Linked DNA regions of Mus musculus: regions 2 and 3 are each linked to region 1. A link is a contact called in public HiChIP or PLAC-seq and promoter capture Hi-C data. All regions are on one chromosome and are shown on one strand. Each heading gives the region's core, a stretch centred on a gene start, on an enhancer-like site or on the middle of the called end of the contact. The rest is flanking DNA. Distances are from core to core; before and after follow the strand shown.

The links. Promoter capture Hi-C pulls out the DNA fragments that hold promoters and counts their contacts. HiChIP or PLAC-seq counts read pairs in DNA pulled down with a chosen protein or histone mark.
Region 2: a contact with region 1 is called in a promoter capture Hi-C map of liver. The contact joins the enhancer-like site here to the promoter of Them7 in region 1. A contact is called at or near these places in 18 of 39 promoter capture datasets (the 3T3-L1 cell line, 3T3-L1-derived adipocytes, the C10 cell line and 12 more), 4 of 484 Hi-C or Micro-C datasets (cerebellum, embryonic stem cells, liver and 1 more), 9 of 115 datasets of contacts at active chromatin or transcription factors (embryonic basal ganglia, embryonic forebrain, embryonic limb bud and 5 more) and 3 of 9 other capture datasets (adipose tissue, embryonic stem cells and pancreatic islet).
Region 3: an H3K27ac HiChIP or PLAC-seq map of epiblast stem cells shows a contact between it and region 1, with 3 times the contacts expected there. The contact joins the promoter of Qser1 here to the promoter of Them7 in region 1. A contact is called at or near these places in 15 of 39 promoter capture datasets (the 3T3-L1 cell line, 3T3-L1-derived adipocytes, the SN4741 cell line and 9 more), 1 of 484 Hi-C or Micro-C datasets (nephron progenitors), 15 of 115 datasets of contacts at active chromatin or transcription factors (acute myeloid leukemia, bone marrow-derived macrophages, cardiomyocytes and 9 more) and 1 of 9 other capture datasets (adipose tissue).

Annotation. Positions count from the first base shown.
Region 1 is chr2:105,221,372-105,225,731 of GRCm38.p6, forward strand. It overlaps Them7 (thioesterase superfamily member 7), which reads left to right and starts at 2,971. Exons shown (of 4, transcript NM_028747.2): 1 at 2,971-3,009.
Region 2 is chr2:104,863,215-104,868,018 of GRCm38.p6, forward strand. No RefSeq gene overlaps it. Among named protein-coding and RNA genes, the nearest start is that of Prrg4, 16 kb to the left of the region's middle. Within about 2 kb of position 1,542, at least 41 of the 459 cell types and tissues checked have an H3K27ac peak or open chromatin away from gene starts, as enhancers often do. A contact at or near this core is called in kidney, liver and trophoblast stem cells, where this site is marked.
Region 3 is chr2:104,814,966-104,819,474 of GRCm38.p6, forward strand. Qser1 (glutamine and serine rich 1) reads right to left here and starts at 1,731. Exons shown (of 12, transcript NM_001123327.2): 1 at 1,635-1,731. It overlaps 2310047K21Rik (a long non-coding RNA gene), which reads left to right and starts at 1,957. Exons shown (of 3, transcript XR_003953885.1): 1 at 1,957-3,537. It overlaps Gm39898 (a long non-coding RNA gene), which reads left to right and starts at 3,866. Exons shown (of 2, transcript XR_866613.1): 1 at 3,866-3,905; 2 at 3,944-4,241.

The DNA.
Region 1 (4,360 bases), core at 1,721-4,220:
TAGGTGTGCCTGTAAACTGTGCTTAGCTTGCTTGGGCAGAGCGTCTGCCATTTGCATGGAAGAACCCTGACTGATAGCTTTTGTACAAAGTTAGAATTCATCTCTACAGTTTCTGCTTGGATGCAGGTTTGTGCTGGAGGCTTTCTGATGACCTCTTCAACACCTGTGACATGCACTGACAGGAGCTAGAAGCAGGACGGTGACTGCAAATCCTAGTGTCTCAAGTCCTTTGTGTTGAAGGTCCTATGGGAAGGAAGGCCTAAAATGGTCCCCACTTAATGAGCAGTAAGAGTTTTGATTTTCCTTTGTTCGATTTGAAATGCACTTCTGTAGATAAGTGATGTAAGCACTGGCCAGTGAGCTGTCTCACAGATGCGTGGAGAGTAAGGGCGATGTCGTGCAGAGAACTGTTTCAAGAGGTAAGAAGCAATTGATTGAGGGAATAAGGACTGAAGTAGATTGTTCTGGGGCTAGTTGTAAGAGGGTATTGAAAAAAATGTTTTAAAAAATAAAATGCCAAAAACATGCATCCACAGGGTAGAAGTCAGAGTGGTCTGGAAGGCAGCAAGTTCAGAACTTCCTATTCAACTTCCTGCTTCCAGGAGGTACTGGCTTTTAAATCTTCTCATTATTTTTGTTCTTTTTAAATAACACATCTATCTCACCCACATGCTCCCCCCCCCCCCATGGGTTTTGTCTAAGAATTTCTATTAAGTGACACAAAGTTCAGCCATGGGTGTCACCTGCTCAGCCTGGTGCTCAGTGCTTACACCACCTTCTTTTTAGGCTTTTAGTTACACTTATTTAGTGTGTGCACGTGTGTATGCTCACCGAGAGCAGAGGGCCGTTTGCAGGAGCTGGTGCTCTCCCTTCAGTCCTGGGTTCCAGGGATTGCACAAACACCTTTCTTTGCCCGCTGAGCCATTTTACCAGCCCCCCTTTTTAATTTACTGGCGTATATTAATCATTCACTTCAGGATTTCTTATGACATTCCATTCATGTACACAATGTTCTTTGAGCATACTCATTCCCATTACCCTTTTTGTGCCCCATGTCCCTTCTTGGTGTAATTCTGTTGTAAATTTGGTTGGATCACTAGTTACTATTTCCACTACCATGACATCATCATTGCTAAACTGTGCAGTGTTAAAGACGACCAAGATGGCTCTTCCTATCACAACTCTAAGACTGCCCAGTAACGACATGCTTAGGTTCTGGTTACTTGCTTGGATTTTTTTAAAATGTAGTTGTTCGTCTGTCTCTGTGGTCCTTCTCCATTGGCTACAGAGCTTCTCAAGGCAAACCCACTAGGCTCTCATGATTCCCAGACTGTCACCATCACCACATCCATCTGGGAGGGCTGCTGTCCAGCACAGGTGCCTCTGGGATCTCCTCTCACCATTGTCCTACGCATTCCTTCTGCCTGGTGGGTGAACTGGGCTTTATTCTTCCCAAGCCCCAGGCTGCCTTTCTCTTGCTTCCCTCTCACAAGTAGTGAAATCCCTTCTCCTCCAGCATGTTTCTTTGTTTTGGTGAAACACTCATGGTAAAATATTTGCCACTTCACAATTTTTAAGAAATTCATCAATTCTTAGATGTTCCAGGACCCAAACATTCTGTAAGGGTACCCGGGGGATGCTGGAATTCTTTGTGGATTAGTTTAAAAAGCTCACCAGATTTTTCTGTGTAGTTTGGAAGTTACCAAATTCCTGGAGTAAGCACACACATCACAATGCACTAAAAAAAAAAAGCTCTGAGCCGGGCGTGGTGGCGCACGCCTTTAATCCCAGCACTCAGGAGGCAGAGGCAGGCGGATTTCTGAGTTTGAGGCCAGCCTGGTCTACAGAGTGAGTTCCAGGACAGCCAGGGCTACACAGAGAAACCCTGTCTCGAAAAACCAAAACCAAACCAAACCAAACCAAACCAAACCAAACCAAACCCCCGCCCCCAAAACAAAACAAAACAAACAAACAAAAAGCTCTGAAGACTGAGGCTGGAGGAAAGGAGAAGAAAAATGTACAGGAGAGTGGATGTCTCGCTCAGAATGACTGGAAGCACAAGAGCAGTGGAAAGTATACACATAATCCGCCATGTACCCATGCTGGTGTGCTTAGGGGATTATACAGGGGAGATAATGCTTGGGCATAATTTTGTATAAAAGGATCTTTGAAACAAGGCGCATTCATTCCGAAGCCAAACTTAGCAGTGTTTCGCTCCATGCCTTTTGTTTTAAAGATGTTTTTACATTGTTGGGAAGCTTCTGGGAGGACTCCATAAAGAAAAATAGGCGCCATTTCAACGTCAAAACTCGGGCCAGGTCTAGTGAGTTTCAAAGTACAGTGAAATCTCACAAAGCACGTGTGATGAAACGTGGATTCCGTGCCCTCCACCTTAATCCAGCATTGGGGTAGGTTTTAGACCCGACCCTATTCTGAGGACTCCTAGGTTGAAACCTAACGCCTTAGGTGTTCCATGGACCACGGGTTGAGAATCTTGTTTGGACTGAGTTTTGTTCCGGATCACCAGGGTTGCGTGACTCTGAAATTCTCTCTGGTTACTTTTCACTAGACACAGGCATAGAGGCCAAGAACAGCTTTTATTCAGAGGTCAGAGCATCAAGTCCAGAAGATACCTGGAGACCCTCGGGTGAATTCTATTGTCATTTAATCTGACGATGGAGCTTCCTGATCTTTTTGGCCCGCTGTCTTTTTACTGAGGATACTGGAAATTCATGAGCCTCCTTTAGAAAAACAAGGGCTATCAGGGTAGAAGGTCACATAGAGCTGAGAATAGGCTTTTATAACCTGAAGTTAGGGGAAAACTAAAACCAAACACAGAAGGACCTTGCTCTTTGACCCAAGTAGAAAAAAATGAGATCCCAGCCCACCATTGAGAAGAAGGCAGGGCAAGGCCGCCCAGGCTGCCACGTCACCTGCAACCTGACCTCACTGGGTCCGGCCCCTGTCCCCGGGAGTCGGGAGTCGCAAGCAACACGCGGCCAGCTGACGGTAAGCGTTGCAGCTCCCGGCTCTGCAGAGTCACTGCGCCTTGGACCATCAGGGAGTCCGGTTCCTGCCGCGTCCCCCACGCGTCCGGGACGCATGCCGCATGACCCGCCGGGGTTGGGGTTGGAGTTGGGGTTCAGGTTCGGCTCGGTGGCTTCCCGTCTGCACTTTGTCTTCCGCTCTGGCAAGCGCTGTGGCTCTAGGGTCTTGTACTGTGTACACACTAGGGGACACTCTCCCTTGTGTCCAGAAGCTCACCCCACATTCACCCCGCGCCTCAATCGTCTCCCCGGTTTGTCCTGCTCTTGAATAGCCCAGCCAGGGTAGCTGTCTGCGTCTCCCAGATTCAGCTCAGGGATCACCTCTAGAAAATACACTGGAAGGGGGAGCTTTGGGTAACACGAAGACTTTTGTGTCCCTGAAGGCCCGCCTTCCACGCACCTGGTTTTAATATGTGCCTAGGGAGAAATATGGCCAGCGGCCTGAAGCATAACCAAGAAATTCTGCCCACTGAAAGGAGACTTGCACTGAGACTCAACGTGTGCATCAGACCCACAGAGCTAGGGGCTGCAAAACCCTGGTGCACTTTTCAACTTCCTAGACCGAGTATAGATTGTAGCGGCGTTAGAACTGAGATCTAAGCAGCAGTTAGGCACTTGAAGATGAGACTGTGCAATTATGCACCATCTATTCCCCCTTTCCAGCTCTAGGCATACAGAAAAGGCATGCTGCCAAGAACAAGAAGTAACCACCCTTCCTGTACCCCCACCTCCTTAGCCACAGGCACAGATGTAACTAGTTGCAGTTAGAGGTACTTAACATTTTCTTTTCAAATTTTGAAACTAGGGGTCAAAATTACAACCCCACAGAAAGGAAGTCTTCTTAAAGTTCTGAGGAAGTAATCTCACAATACAGAACTGACTGGAAGTCAAAGATTCTATCAGGCTTTTAGCCTATATCATAAAAGTTTAAAGGAGACGGGACATGAAAGGCTTTCAAAAGGAGCCCTATGAGATGTAGAAATGTAAGTCCTCTATACGTCCACATACATTTCTATTGCGCTCTTGCTTGAAGCCAAGAGGAAACGTCCACTTAATACTTTGATCATTACAATCTTAAGAAAATAACTCTCACCCTACTATATACTAGAATTTTGAGACTTCACAGAATCTTTCCCAATCCCTTAGTGAGCGTTTAAGCCCCGGCCTCCAGGGCTTGTACTTCTGCTCCTCTGCCTTTCCCTTGCTCTTACTCCCTTGCTACCTCCTTATTCAGATCTCAGCTCACAGACCCATTTCCCTGACTGCACGAAGCACTGTTTAAAGCATCATTTGGAATGATTAAGATCATTTGA
Region 2 (4,804 bases), core at 292-2,791, 360 kb before region 1:
AGGTCCTTTCTCTGTGATAACTCCAGCCTGTGTCAAGTTGACACAAAACTAGCCAGTACAGTATGTATGTATGTATGTATGTATGTATGTATGTATGTATATATGTTTTGAGATAGGTTTCACTATACAGTCCTGGCTGACCTGAAACTTGTTATGGAAACTAGCCTGGTCTTTGAACTCACAGAGAACTGTCTGCCTCTGCCTCTCTATGTAACATTTTTCAAGGTTTAGTATGTGTGTGTGTGTGTGTGTGTGTGTGTGTGTGTGTGTTACTTGGGTAAGCATTTGACCTGCATTTTTTTTCTCATGGAATCCTCGCAACTTTCTGTAGTAGATGTCATCATTCTGTCATTGTATAGAAGAGGATTCTGATGGTCAAAGATATTAAAGCTACTTGTTCAAGAACTCACAGATGGATGACAGATCCAGTCAATCTCATGTAGTCTGGCTCCAGAACCTGAGACATAATTATTCTTACTGAGACAGAATGCGATTTTCATTTTTTCCTTAGGAACAGTGACATCAGAAGTGCAGGAACTGTGTAGTGCGTTTAGAGAACTGGAGGTGGTGAGTGGAATATGAAAGGGAGGGAGTGTTGTGCCACAAAGCATCCGTGAACCCCAAAAGACCACCAAGGAACCAATTCTGGTGTAACTGCATTAGGGTCTCCTTACTCAAACTCAAGCTTGGGCCACTCCACCTTCTCTAACGCAGTAGAATGGGAGGGTGCAGCCCTGAGCCTAGTTTCATGCAAACATTTATAGAGACAAGAAGCGGGATATCTAGCCTGGCACACATCTGATTGGGCAGCTATTATGTCCTTTAACATAATTGGTGGTGCTGAGAGCCAAACCATAAGTCTAACTTCTGTTTTCCTCCTGATTGGTGGTTGTTAGGAAGTGAAGTATCAGGGGTAGGCTTGTAACCTGGAGGTGCAGATTTGTTGGGGAATAACCTGGAAACTGGTGATAAATGCAGGTTTTGTTGGGGGGTTAACCTGGAAACTGCTCCTAGACACAGGTCTTGTTGGGGGTAGCCTGGAGACTGGTGCTAGGTACTGGCCTGTTGGTTAACTGGAGTTCAACCTTAGGACAGGTTCTCTAAGCTGGAGTTTGAACCCAAAAGATCTGGTCTCTCAGGAGCATTTGAAATGAATCTCAATCAACAAATTCCAGAAGAGGCACTAGGGTGAATGCCAACTAGGTGAAAGGACCATGGAAAGTTGGCAAATTAGTTTCACCTCAAGTGCTTACTCCATTCCATCATAGGAATAGTCCATGGCTGTACACTGAGACATTGTATGCCTGCTAGCGGGGAAAGGATGGGATGATTAATTAGCATAGGTGTCTGCCATAGGTGAGGGAAGGGCCATGAGTCACGTCACGCTGGTGGCGTTTTTCATCACTGGCTGATGACAAAGAGATGAGAAACTCTGAGTCATGCTCTGGAAGATAATAATGATCCTGTGACTTGGACTGAGCCCTACAGTAAGTGTAGGAAAGTAGAAGCTGAGGTCAGAGATGGGCAAGAAGGCTGTGCTGCACTGTATTACACAATAGGCCAAAGAGTTCACACTCAGTCCCCAGACAGGAAAGTGAAGCTTTCTGAACAGGGGAATAAAACCACAGGAGCCCTGATATAGAACTGGTGTGGGCATGTTAGATGAACTGATATAGAGAAAGATTAAAAACAAGAGAAGAAAGCTATTTAGAGCAATATTAAACAATACTTAGCAGTTGAAGAAAAGCCCTATGAAAATAGGGAATTATTCTTTTTTAAAATTTGTATTTATTTATTTTATGTATATGAGTACACTGTAGCTGTCTTCAGACACACTAGAAGAGGGCATCAGATCCTATTCCAGATGGTTGTGAGCCACCATGTGGTTGCTGGGAATTGAACTCAGGACCTCTGGAAAAGCAGTCAATGTTCTTAACTGTGGAGCCATCTCTCAAGCCTGGGAGCGACTTTCCCCCATGAATTTGATAGAGGTTAAAATGTAAATATGAGGAAATGAATATTGAATATGTAAGTGGAAATTTCTGATTTCTCTGGGAACTCAGTTGTGTCACATGTTGTTTTTCTGGAAGCTGTCTTGTGAGATGATGTTTTGCTGAAGTAGATGCCTGAGAGAGCAGGGTGTGTGATTTTTGGAAAGAGTATAAATGGATCCCCATGAACAGTGAGAGTTTGCTCTTGCATTGTGATGATGCCGTGCAATGTTTCTCTGGTTTCACTTCTCCGGCGGTCTTCACTTTACAGAGAGAAATGCACCGAAGAACTTCTCGTGGTATTCCAGCTAGTTCTGGCCAGTTCTGCTGACTTGTGCTCATTTGGTGGAGCCTTCGGGATTTCTGCTGGATGGGGCCTCTGCTACTGGTTCATGTTTGGTGTTTGCTATTGAACTGGACTGCTGGTATCTTGACAATGAAGAGTGGAATTGCCCCCAAGAATTAAACAGGTCCATGATCCCCTTTTCCTTTTAACCTTCTTTTTCCACTACCTCTGGTCAGTGGGTTAGAAGGGAAGTTTAAGCTTATAAGAACCCTAAATAAAGTAGGCTTTGAAAAAGTCAAAGCCAAAACAGAAAACAAAACAAAACAAAAAAACAGCAAAAAAAGCCAGGCGGTGGTGGTGCATGCCTTTAATCCCAGCAGTTGGGAAGCAGAGGAAGGCAGATTTCTGAGTTTGAGGCCAGCCTGGTCTACAGAGTGAGTTCCAGGACAGCCAGAACTACATAAAGAAACCCTGTCTTGAAAAACCAAACCAAAAAAGAAAGATAATAAAGAAAAAAAAAAAACATACCGGGGGATCCATCCCATAATCAGCCTCCAAACGCTGACACCATTGCATACACTAGCAAGATTTTGCTGAAAGGACCCTGATATAGCTCTCTCTTCTGAGACTATGCCGGGGCCTAGCAAACACATAAGTGGATGCTCACAGTCAGCTATTGGATGGATCACAGGGCCCCCAATGGAGGAGCTAGAGAAAGTACCCAAGGAGCTAAAGGGATCTGCAACCCTATAGGTGGAACAATAATATGAACTAACCAGTACCCCCCCCCCCCCCGGAGCTCGTGTCTCTAGCTGCATATGTATCAGAAGATGACCTAGTCGGCCATTAGTGGAAAGAGAGGCCCATTGGTCTTGTAAACTTTATATGCGTCAGGGCCAAGAAGTGGGAGTGGGTGGGTAGGGGAGTGGGGGAGGGGAGGGCATGGGGGACTTTTGGGATAGCATTGGAAATGTAAATGAAGAAAACACCTAATTAAAAAAAAAGTCAAAGCCTATAGAATATTCTGCTAGTAATACTTTGGTTCAACTTTTCCCAAGGACAACTTAAAATCGTGTATACAACACCTTAAAAAATGATCTGCTATGATCTATCTATTCCTGTCAGGAGTGGTGGCCCATGTCTGCTATATGGTGGCACATGCCTGTAATCCCATCATTTAGGAGGTTGAAGTAGAACCACAGTCACAAATTCAAAGACAGCTTGGGTTCTACGTGGTGAGTTCAAGACCAGCCCACATTACAGAACCTGTCTCAACAACAACAAAAACCAGCCAACCAGTGACCTCTGTGGTGACAGTGGTACCAAGGCTTGTTTCATTTTTCTCAAAATGCAAGTGAATGAAAGCAAAAATGTTATTGTAGAGCCATAGTTTTTTATTCAAAATAAAGCAATAAAGACTAAATAAATAAATAAATAAATAAAAATAAAAACAAAACCAGCCAACCAACCAGCCAACCAACCAACCAGCCAGCCAAACAAACAACCCAAAACTGTTCCTTTTAATTTAATGTATAGAAATTTGTGTCACAGGGGTAGTCTTGGAAATATACACAGATGACACTCCAAAGATGTTAATTACATCACTATTAGAAACAAATGAAACCTTATGTGAAGTGGAAACTTAAGGGTTCTTTGGAAAGTCGGTTGGATGGTGTTTTGCTGCGGCAAACACGTGATGGAACTTAAAGTGGACACAGGTGTGAAAGGCTAAGGCAGAGTCCTGAAGGAGCTTTTCACTGAAGCAGACACAGGAGAGAGGATGTTCTGCTAAAGCAAGCACATGAAAGGATATGTGATGAAGGAGTCTTTGCTAACAACACACATATATTGGTCCGCCTTTCATTGCACAGTTGAGCTCCATTTGTTGAGACTCCATAGAGAGAAATGCACCAAAAAACTTCTGATGTTGTACTGCAGCTCCTTGCCACTTCCAAGGACTCGGCCTGATTGGATGCGCGTGCTGAGGCAAGACCTATGCAGAGCAAAACCCATGCTGAGGCAAAGCACGTGGAGGACACGTGATGTTTGGAGGCTATAAATAGAACTTGACGGAGCGATGGGGACAGAGCTTGGCTTGCTGGTACAGCTAGCTGTGTGACACTTGTGAGTCTCATGAATTTGATGATCTTTACTTCCTGAGAAAGGCATAGCTGAGAACTTCTGGTGTTCCTACTGGTCCCTCCTACTGACTCCTGCCCAGGCTGAGGCCCGGCTGTCCCTGTCACTACTGTTGCTATCCTGACTCTACCAAACAAGACCGCTGGAGTATCCATGAAGTGTTTGCCAGTGGATCAAGCTGTTGCTGCCTGCTAACCTGTGAACGGAACTGCGATTTCCAGACGACACAGAGGAGAGTTGCTCCAAAGAAACTTTCTAAACAGGTCCACTTCCCCATATCCTTTCTTTTCCACTGCCTCTGGTGGGTGGTGGGTTATAAGGAAGATTAAAACGTTTAAGAATCATCATTGAAAATAGGATTTGAAAAATTAACACTTATGCCCTACAG
Region 3 (4,509 bases), core at 481-2,980, 410 kb before region 1:
GAGGTATTCTGCTCAAACAAATAACAGACAATAACTAGGCAGGATTTCAGTGTTATTTACCAAAAAGAAAAAATATTTGAGATATAAGAAATGCTACGCATTACCCATCATTGCTGATCTCTGGAGAGAAAAAATTGTAAGTCATATAGATAATGTAACTGTTCTCTGTAAAATGATAAACTACCACCAAAAATAACCAAGGAAGGGTCTAATATTCTTCCTAAAAATTCTTCAAAATGTTTTATTTACAATAACACGACACTATAGCTATTTCTGTAAGACCTCAGCGTCTCCAGTTAGCTCGAAACTGGAAAAATCACTTTCTTTTTAAAAATCCGGGCTCTTTTTAAACAAAAGATTTTTCTGAGGTTTATAATTACTCTTTTATTGAAGCATTATTATTTTTCTTTCTTTCATAATAACTCCGAGACTATCTAAGACAAAGACTAGTTAATTCTTTACACATCTATTCTAAATCATGAATGCGGCACTTTCATAAAAACAAAGGTAATTAGAATGTGTAAAGTGAAATAAAAAGTTCACTCGTGTCGTTTAAATCGTTTAGAAACCTGGTGAGATCACATAGGTACAAGGCTTCCTGTTGGTAGCTGAGGATGAAGTCATTACCAGCCAGGATTTCCCTGTTCTTGGGTCAGAAGCTATACCTACTAGATCGAGTATTGTTTAGGGGAGGCGGTTTTTAAAAAGTACCCCGCTCCCAAAGCCAGACCACGCCTTCCAGTTATCATTCGAATGTGACCATTTCAAAGTGTAGTACTGCTACACATTTCTCGCGAGCTTAAATAGCAAACAGGAGTCCCCATTTTGGGGTCTACTGCCCATGCTGGAGAGCCGCACTATACAATGAAGTGGAGACGGAGAAGCATGCTTTGGGTCTTCGACCTCTAGAGCCTTCTTTGACCACCAGCCCTCAACGCTTCCCAAAACTCAGTCACCCCCAGACACTGAAAGCCAAGAGGGAATCTTGACTTCCTGCCGTTGTTAAAAGCAGAGGAAACCCAAAAGCAACTTTGAACGCGTGGAACACTACATCACTATAAACATATGTCACCCAGCCCCTGCTTTGCATTCGTGTCCCGCCCTGGGGGTTCTCTTGCAGCCCAGTCATCCCAGGACCCCCAGTGTCAGCGACACGGCCCCGCTCCTCGTCATGCCCTGCCACCGCCCTCACCTTCACACTGCCGAAGCCCCCAACACCACATTGTCGGCCACCCAGATTCCAATACAATGGAATGTCACTGCCCAGGACTCCGCGGCGCCCCTTTAGGCCTCCCCGCGGAGTCAGTCCCGGTTCCCCAGATACCGAGGTCAGCCCGGAGCTTAAACTTTACCATGTGGGAGTCCAGCACCGAGAGGTGACTGCGCCCCTCCATCCCACCCAACCTTCCCTTTCTGCCCCACGCCCCGACCCGCCCCAGGAGCGAATCCTGCACCATGCGCCCCCTCCCAGCCGGGACCACCCGCCAGGAGTTGTCCACCGCCTCTCCCGGGAGCAAAGAAGGGCGCCTCGAAGGCTCCCCACCCGGCCTGGGCCCCCGAGAGGGGCGGGCACAGGCCCCGGCGCATCCGCGGCCTTTCCTGGCCCAGTGAGACCCCGCGCCCACCCTCTCTACCTGGCCTTGAGGCTGGGACTGCTGCCGCTGCAGCTGGGGCTGGAGGCGGCGGCCGGGACCCGGGCTTCGTAGGCCCAGGCGGGGGCAGCGGGCTGCGTGGCGGCGCTGGCGGGGGGCGCGGGAGGCTCAGCGAAGCCCGCGGGCGCGTAGTGCGCGTCCATGGCGGGGGCTGAGGCGGCGGGGGCGGGCGGGAGGCGCGGGGAGGAAGAGGCGGTGGCGGGAGCTGCCCCTCACATGGCGCGGCCGGGGGGCGGGGGCGCCTGGGCGGGGGAACCGGGCTGCGGCGGGCGGGCCTCGGCTCGGACGTCAGGAGAGCGGCGGCGCCTGCGGCCGGGACGCGAGGCGGCCACAGCGCCCGCAGCCCGGGCGCCCCATGTTGTTGGATTTCCCAGGATGCACCTCCCGCGCCCTCCGCCCGCTCGTCGCCCCGCCCCCCTCGGCGCCCCGCGCTGCTGGCTGCGGATTCGGGAGCCGGGCCGGACGAGGGCTGCTCCGTGGACGCCCTAGCGGTGAAGAGAAGGCCTACGCGCCGGAGCACCCGCATGGGTGCGGACAGGAGAGGGCTTGCCAGCACTGTGCCTGGAGTTCGTTACTCTGCGCTCCCGGGTTCTTTGAAGGAACTCAAACACTCGATTCCCGCTTGTGATTTCTTTCTCTGCGCCCCAAACCACAGACAAGGGACTGTTGCTTTGCAGTACTCGCTTCCTGCCCAAAGTTTGCTGGGCTTAGAGGATCTGGTTCCTGCTTCCTGGGGGAGATTTCTATTCAAATTGATTCAAATTCAAACGAATTTTGCAGCCCTAGCTGAATGGGCCTTTCCCAGGGGCACTTATTAACTGTCCCCACCCCCCACCTTGGGGATTTTCTTACTCTGGAGTTCAGAATCTTCTATCCCAAGATAAATACCGCCTCATCATTGATTAGTCCAACTACCATCTGGATGACTTTAATTACAATACATTCGAACTCACTATGCACTTTGTTGGGGCTCTCTGCTCAAGATGTTTAATCTCTGCAAGACTCTACCCAAACATTGCCTTATCGGACTTCTAAGCTGTGTGGTGTGAGTAATTTGATGACTTTGAGGTCGTGCCTACCCGAACTGTTTCTCCTTATGAGTAATGAAATTCAGGGATCATATGAATCGTTTGGCTTGTGATCCATAAGTTGAAAGTTAAAACTAACCGTGAAGCTTAGATTTAATGACTATCTCTCCTTTTAAAAAAAATCAATATTGGCTTAACACCTATCACGTGCTTAGCAAAGAGATCTCTCAAGATAAAGACTAGCACAAAGGTTTAAGCCAATCAGACAGGCGTAACGGAAGACCTAATAGAGCTGATACTCTCTATCTCTGGTGACTATCTAAACTTCTGTAATACCTGCCATTAGATCTGCCATCCCCTCCGAGACTGATTTTGTTCTGAGACTATGTTTTCCTCCTGGCGCCTTCATTCTTTTGTTTCTATGCTGTTTTTAGTGAAAAACCTTCTGCACCTGTGACTCTTGCAGCCTGGTCCCCCGGTGGGGAAGAAAAGAAAGTAGTGGTAATTTACAAATGAATTCGAAGGTGTGGACGCAGTAGACCTTTCCAGTTTTATGTTAATCTCATTAAGCATTTACCTAGGATATCTTTGGAAAGTGGTTTTCCTTGAGGAAGGAATTTGCCAAATCTCAGATCCAGCTGAGAAGTACGGCAAATATCCTCCTCCCTCTACAACATTTACTTCCAGCAGACTGGTGATCTGGAGTCTAAATGAAGCAAGTCTTCACAACTAGCTAATATATTTATAAGTACTTTTGTGAGCACTAAATTTTTGTCTCTGTGGAACGTGTGGGAAACGGAGTGGTATGCTGTAAATGTTTTATAGAATTTAGTTGGAGATACAACCAGTATTGAAGGGTGAGTTTACAGATTAAATCCAAACAAGTGGCAGTAAAACCTTTATAGTCTTTACAACAGTATGCAGTTTGTTTATACCACAGAAATCAGAGAAAAGACATTAAGGAAAAATTGTAGTAATTTGAAATAATATTCTTATTTCCATATATCTTCCTGAATAAAGTTTTGTTTAACCCAAAAACAATACGAGTATTTTCTCAACTGTTAGGTTCTTATGAATATCATTACTAAATAACTTTATATATGTATACATGTTTATAGGGCACAGTGTGGAACTCTGATACAGGTAAGCAAATATTTTAAAGTTGTAAAGCCATGTATCCTTGACTTTTAAACTCATCCTGAATGAATGAATGATCTTAAGAAGGGTGCCCCACCACTGCAAGCTTTGCATGTCTGTTTCAAGGTGCCCCACCACTGCAAGCTTTGCATGTCTGTTTCAAGGTGCCCCACCACTGCAAGCTTTGCATGTCTGTTTCAAGGTGCCCCACCACTGCAAGCTTTGCATGTCTGTTTCAACTCAAGCCTAACCAAGCCGGTTCAAGCCTGTTCCCGGATCAAAAGTTTAGAATGAGCGTTGCTTTTCTTGTTTTTAAATAAGAAATCCAGTTGTGTGTGTGGTGGTGATGATGTAGCTCTCAGAGAAAACTCTCACCTAACATATGCCCTGGGTTGAATCCCCAGCACTTCAAAATAATTAAAAATAAATATGACAAAATAGAGGGTTTTTGTTTTTTTTTTTAATTTGCTTTTTGGGTCTGAGTGTGGTGGTATTTGCCTTTAACCCCAGCAAGCAGATCTCTGTGAGTTCAAGACCAGCTTGGTCTACAAAGCTAGTTTCAGGATAACCAGGGGCTGTTACACAGAGAAACCTTGTCTTGAAAAACCAAAAGTAAATAATAAAAAAAATAAGGCTTTTATTTTATTATTTTACTTGCATGGATGTTTTGCCTGCATGTCAGGGTACCATGT